Linked DNA regions of Xenopus laevis: region 1 is linked to region 2. The links are chromatin contacts, called in public Hi-C maps. All regions are on one chromosome and are shown on one strand. The core of a region is the stretch at or near the end of the contact, and the rest is flanking DNA. Distances in the headings are between cores, read along the strand shown.

Region 1 (4,862 bases), core at 1,816-4,315, 55 kb before region 2:
ATACCGAACCAAATTTACATATGCAAATTAGCGATGGGAAAATATTTTTTACTTCCTTGTTTTGTGACAAAAAGTTATGCGATTTCCCTCCCCACCCCTAATTTGCATATGCAAATTAGGATTCGGTTCGGCCAGGCAGAAGAATTCGGCCAAATCCGAATCCTGCTGAAAAAGGCCGAATCCTGGCCGAATCCCGAACCGAATCCTGGATTCGGTGCATCCCTACCGACAAATGAGCCGATCGATATCCAAGTCTTCTGCCGATATTGGTCTGCTATTTTCCCACCAAACACGTAGGAATATTGTACGAAAACTAGTTTTGTACGATATTCTCTGTGCGTCTATGGCCACCTTAAGGAGGAGTGTGATACGATTCATGGACATTATTATTAATTATTATTATCATTAATCCTTAGAGCACTGGCTCCCACACTGTGGGGCTCGACCCTTTCAGGGTGCCTAAAGGTGGCCATAAGATCCGCTGAATGAGATATGAGCACCAAAGGCAGGGAGATATTGGGTTAATGCGATCTTCAGTCCTAGGGCTAAATGTTCAGATAACAACAAAGGAAATGGGTGCCGATGGGACCGCTTCAACTAGATGATGGGGTCCTCAGTCGCCAATAAAATAAAACCTGTCCGATCTATATCTGATTTTTGGCCTGATATCAATCAGGGAGACCTGTCGGAACGCCCCATTCATGGCCATATAAGATGCAAAATTGGTCTAAAAGACTGATATTGGCACCTTTAATCTGTTCTTGTATGGGCACCTTTAAGGGATTCTGTCATGACTTTTATGATATTGTTTTTATTTCTAAATGACACTGTTTACACTGCAAATAATTCACTCTACCAGATATAAATTAAGTTCTGAACCAGCAAGTGTATTTTTTTTAGTTCGAATTCGATTTTTTTCAACTTTTTCTATAGTCAAAACTGTCAAATTCGACAAGGAAGTTATTCAAATGCGTTTCTTTCAAAAAATTTGATTTTCGAGATTTATAATCTAGCCCTTTAAGAACTCAAAGTCGACTATTCGCCACCTAAAACCTGCCGAATTGCTGTTTAATTCAATGGGAGACGTCCAGGGATCAATTTTGAGCTGTTTGCAGCCTTCCTGACATTGAATCGAGTTTTTAATTCGAATCGAATTTGATTCGAGTTTTCGGGTCAATCCTATTTAAAAATTTGATTTTTTTAAAATAAATTTCGATTGGTTTATAAGAGTTTATGGGAGTTTTAAAAAAACTCACATGAATTCAAAATTCGACCCTTGATAAATGTGCCTCCCCGAGTTGCTGAACCTCTGGTACAGTAAGTTTAGAATTTCTATTCAATTTATTTAGCTATACGGTTAGGCACGGCACTTTAATAATGGGAGATAAACCTGCAAGTCCAAATGGCTAATGTCCTGCTGCAGGACTATATGTGCAGGACACAATATAATAATAACTAATAATAATTAATAACACAATATTAATACTTACAGGTTTTAATTCTGACTTTGTGATTCCCGCATTTACATTGTGCCGCTTGAGATCGGATCTGATCAGAGCTGTAAGACAAAAACCACAGGAAAAGGTTTAAAAGGTGTGAGGTGCCATACTGCTTCATAAAACAATTCACAGAATATCATATATACAAGATAGAAGTGAAAATGTCCCCCGCTATATACAATTCCAGGAAACTTCTGGCTTAGTGCTAGATATTTGGAATTAAAGGGATACTGTCATGGGAAAAAAACAAGTGAGTTAATAGTGCTGCTACAGCAGAATTCTGCACTGAAATCCATTTCTCAAAAGAGCAAACAGATTTTTTTATATTTAATTTTGAAATCTGACATGGGGCTAGACTTATTGTCAGTTTCCCAGCTGCCCCCAGTCATGTGACTTGTGCTCTGATAAACTTCAGTCACTCTTTACTGCAAGTTGGAGTGATATCACCCCCTCCCTTTCCCCCCAGCAGTCTAACAACAGAACAATAGGAAGGTAACCAGATAGCAACTCCCTAACACAAGGTACCAGCTGCCTGGTACATATGAGAACAGCTCAAAATAGTAAAATCCAGGTCCCACTGAGACACATTCAGTTACATTGAGTAGGAGAAACAACAGCCTGCCAGAAAGCAGTTCCATCCTAAAGTGCTGGCTCTTACTGAAATCACATGACCAGGCAAAATTACATTTGATATTGTAGAGTGAATTATTTGCAGTGTAAACTAGAAATAAAAACTATATAATAAAAAAACAGGCTATTGGGGGTTAGTAACCCAGTGACCAGTCGTAATTTTCCTTCCATTGATCTTACTACAGGTGATGGAGTTTATTAACAGGAATCTTTGCCCGGGCATTCTCAGAATTCATTCTTTGTTAGGCATTAGGCTGCCATTAGGTGCATAAAGGGCACAGTACACACAGCTAGAGATACTGTATCTCACTTATGCATTAGGCAAACAGTCACATAGGAATTCTCTGGCCCTATGTGACTGTCTCAGCCCATGTATTAAACTTCCGCTAGTGCCAGTATTCTACAAATGTTATTAACAATTAAATTCAAGCTATTGGAGGGTCTATTTCTACTGGCTGAAATATCTCCTGTGTGACACGATGTTGAAGCGGTAAATGCCAGCCTTAAAGGGAGTTGTTCACCTTTAAATTAACTGTTAGTATGATGTAGAGAGGGATATTCTGAGACAATTTGCCATTGGCTTTCATTTTTTATTATTTGTGGTTTTTGACTTATTTAGCTTTTTATTCAGCAGCTCTCCAGTTTGCAAGTTCAGCCATCTGGTTCCTAGTTCCCGACGATCTGACGAGATTTTTAACCCTGCCCGGTCTACATAAAAAGTAACAATAACAATACATTTGTAACCTTACAGAGAATTTGTTTTTAGATGGGGGTAGTGACCCCCATTTGAAAGCTAGACAGAGTTAGAAGAAAAAGGCAAATAACTATAAAAAACAACTAAAGACCAATTGAAACATTGCTTAGAATTAGACATTCTATAACCTACTAAAAGTTAACATAAAGGTGAACCACCCCTTTAATGCATGCCTAGACTTCTCTCCCAGCTGAGTGACTGCCTACACATTACTATTTACACAACAGCTGTGTATAAACAGACTGAAAGCAAAGCCTAAATGTGTACAAAAAGTAGAATATCAATAAAGAACAGAACAAAGGAATCCAACGCAACATGCAATAAGCTGAGGGCCTCAGGCAAATGATGTATATCGGGTGCATTGCCATGTGCACTGGGGTTGTAGAACAGGGAACACTCGGGAGAAATACTCGGGAGAACACTCGGGAGAAACACTCGGGGGAAGACTCGGGAGAACACCTGGGATAAACACTCGGGAGAACATTTGGGGGAACACTTGGGAGAACACCTGGGATAAACACTAGTTAGAAACACTGGGGAGAAACACTGGGGAGAAACACTGGGGAGAAACACTGGGGAGAACGTTTGGGGGAACACTTGGGAGAACACCTGGAATAAACACTAGCTAGAAACACTCGGGATAATCATTTGGGGGAACACTTGGGAGAACACCTGGGATAAACACCTGAGAGAAACACCTGAGAGAAACACTTGGGGGAACACTCGGGAGAACACTCAGTATAAACACTCGGGGGAAGACTCGGGAGAAAACCTGGGATAAACACCTGGGAGAAACACTCGGGATAAACACTCGGGAGAACATTTGGAGGAACACTCGGGAGAACACCTGGAATAAACACTAGCTAGAAACACTCGGTATAAACATTTGGGGGAACACTTGGGAGAAACATTTGGGGGAACACTTGGGAGAACACCTGGGATAAACAATCGGGATAAACACCTGGGAGAAACACTCAGGAGAAATATTCGGGGGAACACCTAGGAGAAAACCCTGGGAGAAACACTAGGGATAAACATGGGAGAAATACTTGAGATAAACACTCGTGGTAAGACTCAGGAGAACACCTGAGAGAAACACTCGGAAGAAACACTCGGGGGCCACAGGAGGACTCCCCCCTTCTGCGTCAGCATCAAACCCAAACACCCAACAGGAGCCTTTGTTTGACTCTAATCCCAAAGCCTGGTTAAACATGTTGGAACTCCCTTGCTGCACACATTTCACAATACACACACAATACACACACTATACACACAATACTCAGGAAAACTATGCAGCAACCCTCCTGCCAGAAATAGAATTAAAAAGATTATTTAAATAGGAAACAATACAGCAGGATATTATTTTTCCTGTAGGCATTTACTGGAAGGCCCTTGGTCTATATTTGGCTACGACTCAAGCAATCCCAGTTTATTAATGGCTGGATAAGCATGCTGGGAACTGTAGTTCGGCTTAAAGGGATAGGACAAAGCTTTAGTTCTACATCCCTTTCAGGTCATTGATAGAATGTTACTGATTTGTAAAGCTTTTCCAGGATGGGGAAGCAATTATCCCTTGCACTCTTCACTTCCTGCTGTGTTGTAGCAATGATGAGCTTCCATTGAAGCCACAGAGCAGCCACTGCTGTTACCTACCAACTAGAACTACAACTCTCAGCTTGTCGGCTACTATATTTGTATTGCTCTGCAAACACATTACCAGCGCAGGAAACCCATCCCCGTTTCCAAGGCAGCGGGTGCGTTAGTAAATTTGGATCTTGCCTTTCACCCAAACACTGGCTAATTAGTCGTAACACGCAGGTGATGTGCCTCGCGAGGGCAGCGCTGGAGAAGAAGCCCAGATCTGTGTGTGTAACGCAAGTGCCTGGGGCCGCAAAGTCAATGGCAAACATTCACTAAGCTTTCATGTAAGACACATACAAACAGTCAGAACTCAATTCCTATCTGCCCCCCATTTTCTC
Region 2 (4,981 bases), core at 1,766-4,265:
CTCACCTGTCTGACAGATAAATAAGCTTCTCAAATTCTCCTCCATGCTCCGTAACTGAGATGAGCGCTTGGATTCCATTCTAGAAAACCAAAAACATATTTAAATGAATCAATATTTTTATCTAAATAATAGTTTTATATAATATTTTTATAATATATATATATATATATATATATATATATATATATATATATATATTTATTAACCTTGAAAAAGGTCCCCAGGTGGGACCGAAATGTTGTATTGTGATGTGTTTCACCATGAATAATACATTCTGAATCTTTCACATAAAGAGAGTCCTGATCCATCTAGATAGATAGATAGATAGATAGATAGATAGATAGATAGATAGATAGTATAGTTCTGGGGGATTTGAATCTGTATGTTTATACACAACACTTTTATTCCTGAAGATGGCTCAAGCTATGGAGCCGAAACGTTGAAAATAAATTTTGATATTTGGACTTTATACTAAGCCCTGTTTGGTGCGTAGATTAAGGAAAGCCCATATGTGTAGAAATGGCAACACTGGTACTTCTGTCTGTGTGCCATAAGTTCTACTATGCCTGGCACATAAAAGGTTAGCACTGAAACATTATTTATGAACAAGATACAGTTTAGATTTGAAAGGAACCTACTTCTTTTGACTCTTCAATTACCTCCTCAGTATCCTGAAAGGACAAGGGTTTTGCATTAATTTACTTGTATTTGTTTTAAGATGAAAAGAAAAGTACTCTTTAGTATCATTTGTTTAGTAATGACCCAATTTAATGCAGGAAAAGAAATGGTACAAAATGGTATCAGCACTATGGGATCAGTGTAAAGGAAATTGAGAATTGTTAGTTCACTGGGACTCAGCAGCAATTCCCAGTAGGATCAGGGACAATTCAGTGCAGTATCACCGTTTTTCCATGGCACACATTTATGTGGCCGCAAGTGAAGTTGTTTTTCGGGCTAATCCTATAAAATCCCTGAAGGGTTAACATGCCTACGTGCTGACCCTTGTAGGCCTCTGTACTTGTTTTTCTGTACGACCCTGTTCTGTCTCTTCTTAGACAACCTTGCATAAGTATCATCATGTACTATAAACAATATTATCAGCTTGCCTCAGACAAAATATCTTAGCTAACGCGCATGTACATATTTGTCTCTTTTTTCTATCTTGTCCATCCTGAAGGATATACCTATTACAGACATATACTATACTAATAACTATGCTGATACGTCACTATAATTGGGACGTCTTTACTTATAACCTATATAAGCCTATGTTTGACCTTCAATAAACGGAACTTGTTATTCTGATCCACTCGTTGGTGTTTCTTTGTGCAAGTTCCCCGGATCCGGAATACTAGGCATTGTTGGTCAGACGAAATCCAAAGGTTCCAGTAGCAGTCGGTTCGTTGTCCCCTTCAATCCCTTGAATAAAATGTGCTCTTTTGCAATTCTATCTATTTGCACTCAAAACTGCTGTTTGCCTCTTGCTGTGCTTGAAGCGGGGAACCCTGGAGATACTTCTATCTTTGGACCAGGCTGTAACTCCAGGGTTCCCTCAGATATTTGTTTCAATAGACGTCTAAAGAATTGAGCACACTGGTCCCTCTAACACTGAACACCAGGAGTAAAGACAATGGATTTGACACAATCACATCCCATTTGGGTCAAAGTGTGAGCGCATATTCACTGTGAGGCTACACTTGTATTGTTACTGTTACATTTTATTATTTGTCTTTTTATTCAGGCCCAGCCGCAACTTCCCATCCCCCCCTGCCAGCACATACCTACTTTATTTCATATGTGGCCACAATCGGGGCAGGGGGGAGGTCAGAGAGTAGCTCAGGCAGCCGTGGGGATCGGGTCTGGACTAGGTCCATGACCAGAATTATGTGTATGCAGAAGAGACACCTGACTAGGGCGCAACCATGTGGGGGCGTTGGGCAGGTGCCTGTTCAAGGCATAACTCCCAACTGTCCCGTTGAACCTGCAGTCCTGCATTTCTACTGGAAAGTCCCGATTTTTCTGCACTGAACAGCCAAAAAAGAGACAATGTTTCTAACTTAATTGGCTCTTGGCAGAGCCCAGAATAGATACTTAAGATACATTTGTAACAGTGTTGTCCCTTGGGAGAAGTTAGACTCACAGTTTAAAGGGCAAGTCACCTTCATAAGTAAAACTGTAATAAAACATAAAAACTACAGAAATGCGTTCAAACTTTCATAACCTGGCAAATTTTGTATTTTTTTTCTGGCATGATAATTAGGGGGTGTGGCCTCAAAAAGGGCATGGTCAAACCATTTTTTGTCCCTCTTTCCATTTCCAGAATGGTTTGGTTCAAGAGTCTTCTGCCTACTCCTAGTCTGTCACACTCCTACCTACCCTCTGACACTCGCAGCTACTTCTCTCCCCTTCCGTAATGACGTACGTGGGGGGCGGGGTTGCCTAGGGCACTGGTCGGCTCAGCCTGGCCCAGGTGGGGCCCACCATTTTATACCCTGTGTCCCACCCTAATCCTGTTCAGGCCTCTCTCCTATTCATATTACAGTCTCTCATTAACACCACTGCAGCTCTCCACTTTGGAATTTCAGCAGTTATCTGGTTGCTAGGGTCAAATTTACCCTAGCAACCAGCCAGCTGCTAAAATTAAACTATAGAGCAGCTGAACAAAAAGCTACATTTTTTTTTTAAAAAAAACCCACAAAGCATATATACTAAAGTCTGACTGAATATTGTCACAGAAGATCACACTCTACTACATAATACTACTATATGTGGATTTAAAGGTAAACTACCGTAAAATCTTTCTGACAAACTGAATAGGTCTAGGTATTGATGTTCAGCACCCTGGATGCTTGAAGCTCTGTACAGGACAATAGGTAGGATTTATATTATTTACATACAGAGAAGAGGTTTAATCAGAAGCCTCCCATGTTATGACGTGCTGTCTGGCCTTGTTACCTGGGAGAACTCCTCAGCTGTCATGTGACAATGACAATCCACATAGCCCACAGCCATCTGCTCTCTGCCACTTCCGCTTCCCAGCATTAAGAGGCGGGGATTACCTGTTGGGGACGTGGGCGGGCCTAAAGTTGTTCGGCCAATGAGTGCCGAGGGGACGTGTGCGGTTTGAGCTCTCGTTCAGTGGGCGTGGCCTCCGTGTTGACTGAACACACGAGCCCAGTGAATAGTTGATTGGGCGGGACTGAAAATCCACTTCAGGCTGAGGGGGGAATTTTAATAAAACCAATCATATTACACCATAGCCGTTTGGTGCATGCGGTTATCTCACAACCTGTTTTAGGGAGGGGTGTTTGTCTTGTACACGAGCAGCACGAAAGGAGTCTCGATTACGTTTCACCATTGAAAGCAGGGGTCAGTGACCCTGGCAGCCAGTGGTGTAACTAGATGTTATTCGTCCCCTTAGCAAATACATTTTAGGGCCCCCAGAGGTTATCCTTTTTTACCAAAATATACTGAAAGCACCTTAATTAGGGTCTTATTGGGTCCCCTATATCTCCTGGGCCCTCCTGCAGTCGCAGGGTCTGCTCCCCCTGTAGTTACCCCCCCCCCTGCCGGCAGCCCAAAAACTCTTCCTCCCTGGGGCTACAATTGTGTTACTTTTTATTACTTTCTTTCTATTTATGCCAATTGCCACGGCTTATTAATCTGAAGGACCTTAGCAACCAGACAGCGCATGGAATTCCGGAAACGGAGAGTTTCTGCGCATAAAGCTCTAACACCAAGAAATTAAAAAATGAAATGAAATTAAAAAATGAAGACTAATTGAAAACTGTCTATACCATACCAGGAAACAGTGGAGCAGCCACTCAAACAAAGGCAATCGTCCACTTAGTCATAGGCCTATGTGTTGCTTAAAGGAAAACTATACCCCCCAAACAATGTAGGTCTCTATAAAAATATATTGCATAAAACAGGTCATATGTAAAACCCTGCTTCATGTAAATAAATCATTTTCAAAACAATATACTTTTTTTAAGTAGTATGTGCCATCGGGTAATCCTAAATAGAAAATTGCCATTTTAAAAAATTAGGGCCGCCCCCGGGGACCGTAGGATTCACTGTACTCACAAACATACCAAAACATACTTGTTAGGTCACATGAGCCAATTAACAGACAGAGTTATGACTTTTGCTTCCACACGTCTTCCAGTTACAGCTGGGGGCCGATTCACTAACTTCGAGTGAAGTATTTTTTTGGGCTACTTCGACCATCGAATGGGCTACTTCGACCTTCGACTACGACTTTGAATCGAACTATTCGAAGTAAAAATCGTTCGACTATTCGACTATTCGATAGTTGAAGTACTGTCTCTTTAAAAAAAACTTCAACCACCTAGTTCGCCATCTAAAAGGCAGCTACCAAAGTCAATGTTAGCCTATGGGGAAGGTCCCCATAGGCTTGGCTAACTTTTTTTGATCGAAGGATATTCCTTCGATCGTTGGATTAAAATCCTTCGAATCGTTCAATTCAAAGGATTTTATCGTTCGATCGTCTTTTTTAATAAGGGGTTTGTTTCTCCTTTAAGAGATGGGATAACCGGTAGCTCAATCTCACGTGAGCCTGCAGCTTTCTTTTAGACTGAGAAACTGCACACAGACACTGCTTCTCTTGCTTCAAGAAGACAAAACTTTATTAACATTTCTTCATTAGCAGACAAATATATTATATGACACTGTCAGTATCAGATTACTATGGGATCTGTATGAAAAACCCCCACATTAATATATATCTTAACACTATGACGAAGGGTGGCCACACACAGGCAGATTAAAGCTGCTGATATCGGTCCTTTATTCAGATTCTGCAGTTTATCTGCCCATGTGGAGGTTCGGCAGGTCTCCCTGATCAATATCAGGCCAAAAATCGTGCAGATATTTAATGGGCAGGTTTGATTTTTCCTGCGATCAAGGACTGCATCAGCTAGGTGGTCTGAACACTGGAGGGAATGATTTGACTTGGTGA

Evidence for each region. Hi-C and Micro-C count contacts between places; a contact is called where the count stands out from the background.
Region 1: a Hi-C map of the XTC cell line shows a contact between it and region 2, with 3 times the contacts expected there. The contact joins the enhancer-like site here to the promoter of tatdn3.L in region 2. A contact is called at or near these places in 2 of 4 Hi-C or Micro-C datasets (the XL177 cell line and the XTC cell line).

What each region holds. Positions count from the first base shown.
Region 1 is chr5L:11,968,169-11,973,030 of Xenopus_laevis_v10.1, reverse strand. flvcr1.L (feline leukemia virus subgroup C receptor-related protein 1) reads right to left here. Exons shown (of 10, transcript XM_018262585.2): 9 at 1,491-1,558. Among protein-coding and RNA genes, the nearest start is that of vash2.L, 24 kb to the left of the region's middle. Within about 2 kb of position 3,065, at least 2 of the 7 cell types and tissues checked have an H3K27ac peak or open chromatin away from gene starts, as enhancers often do.
Region 2 is chr5L:11,913,459-11,918,439 of Xenopus_laevis_v10.1, reverse strand. It overlaps tatdn3.L (TatD DNase domain containing 3 L homeolog), which reads right to left and starts at 3,015. Exons shown (of 10, transcript NM_001096925.1): 1 at 2,956-3,015; 2 at 639-671; 3 at 6-79. The coding sequence starts at 3,012.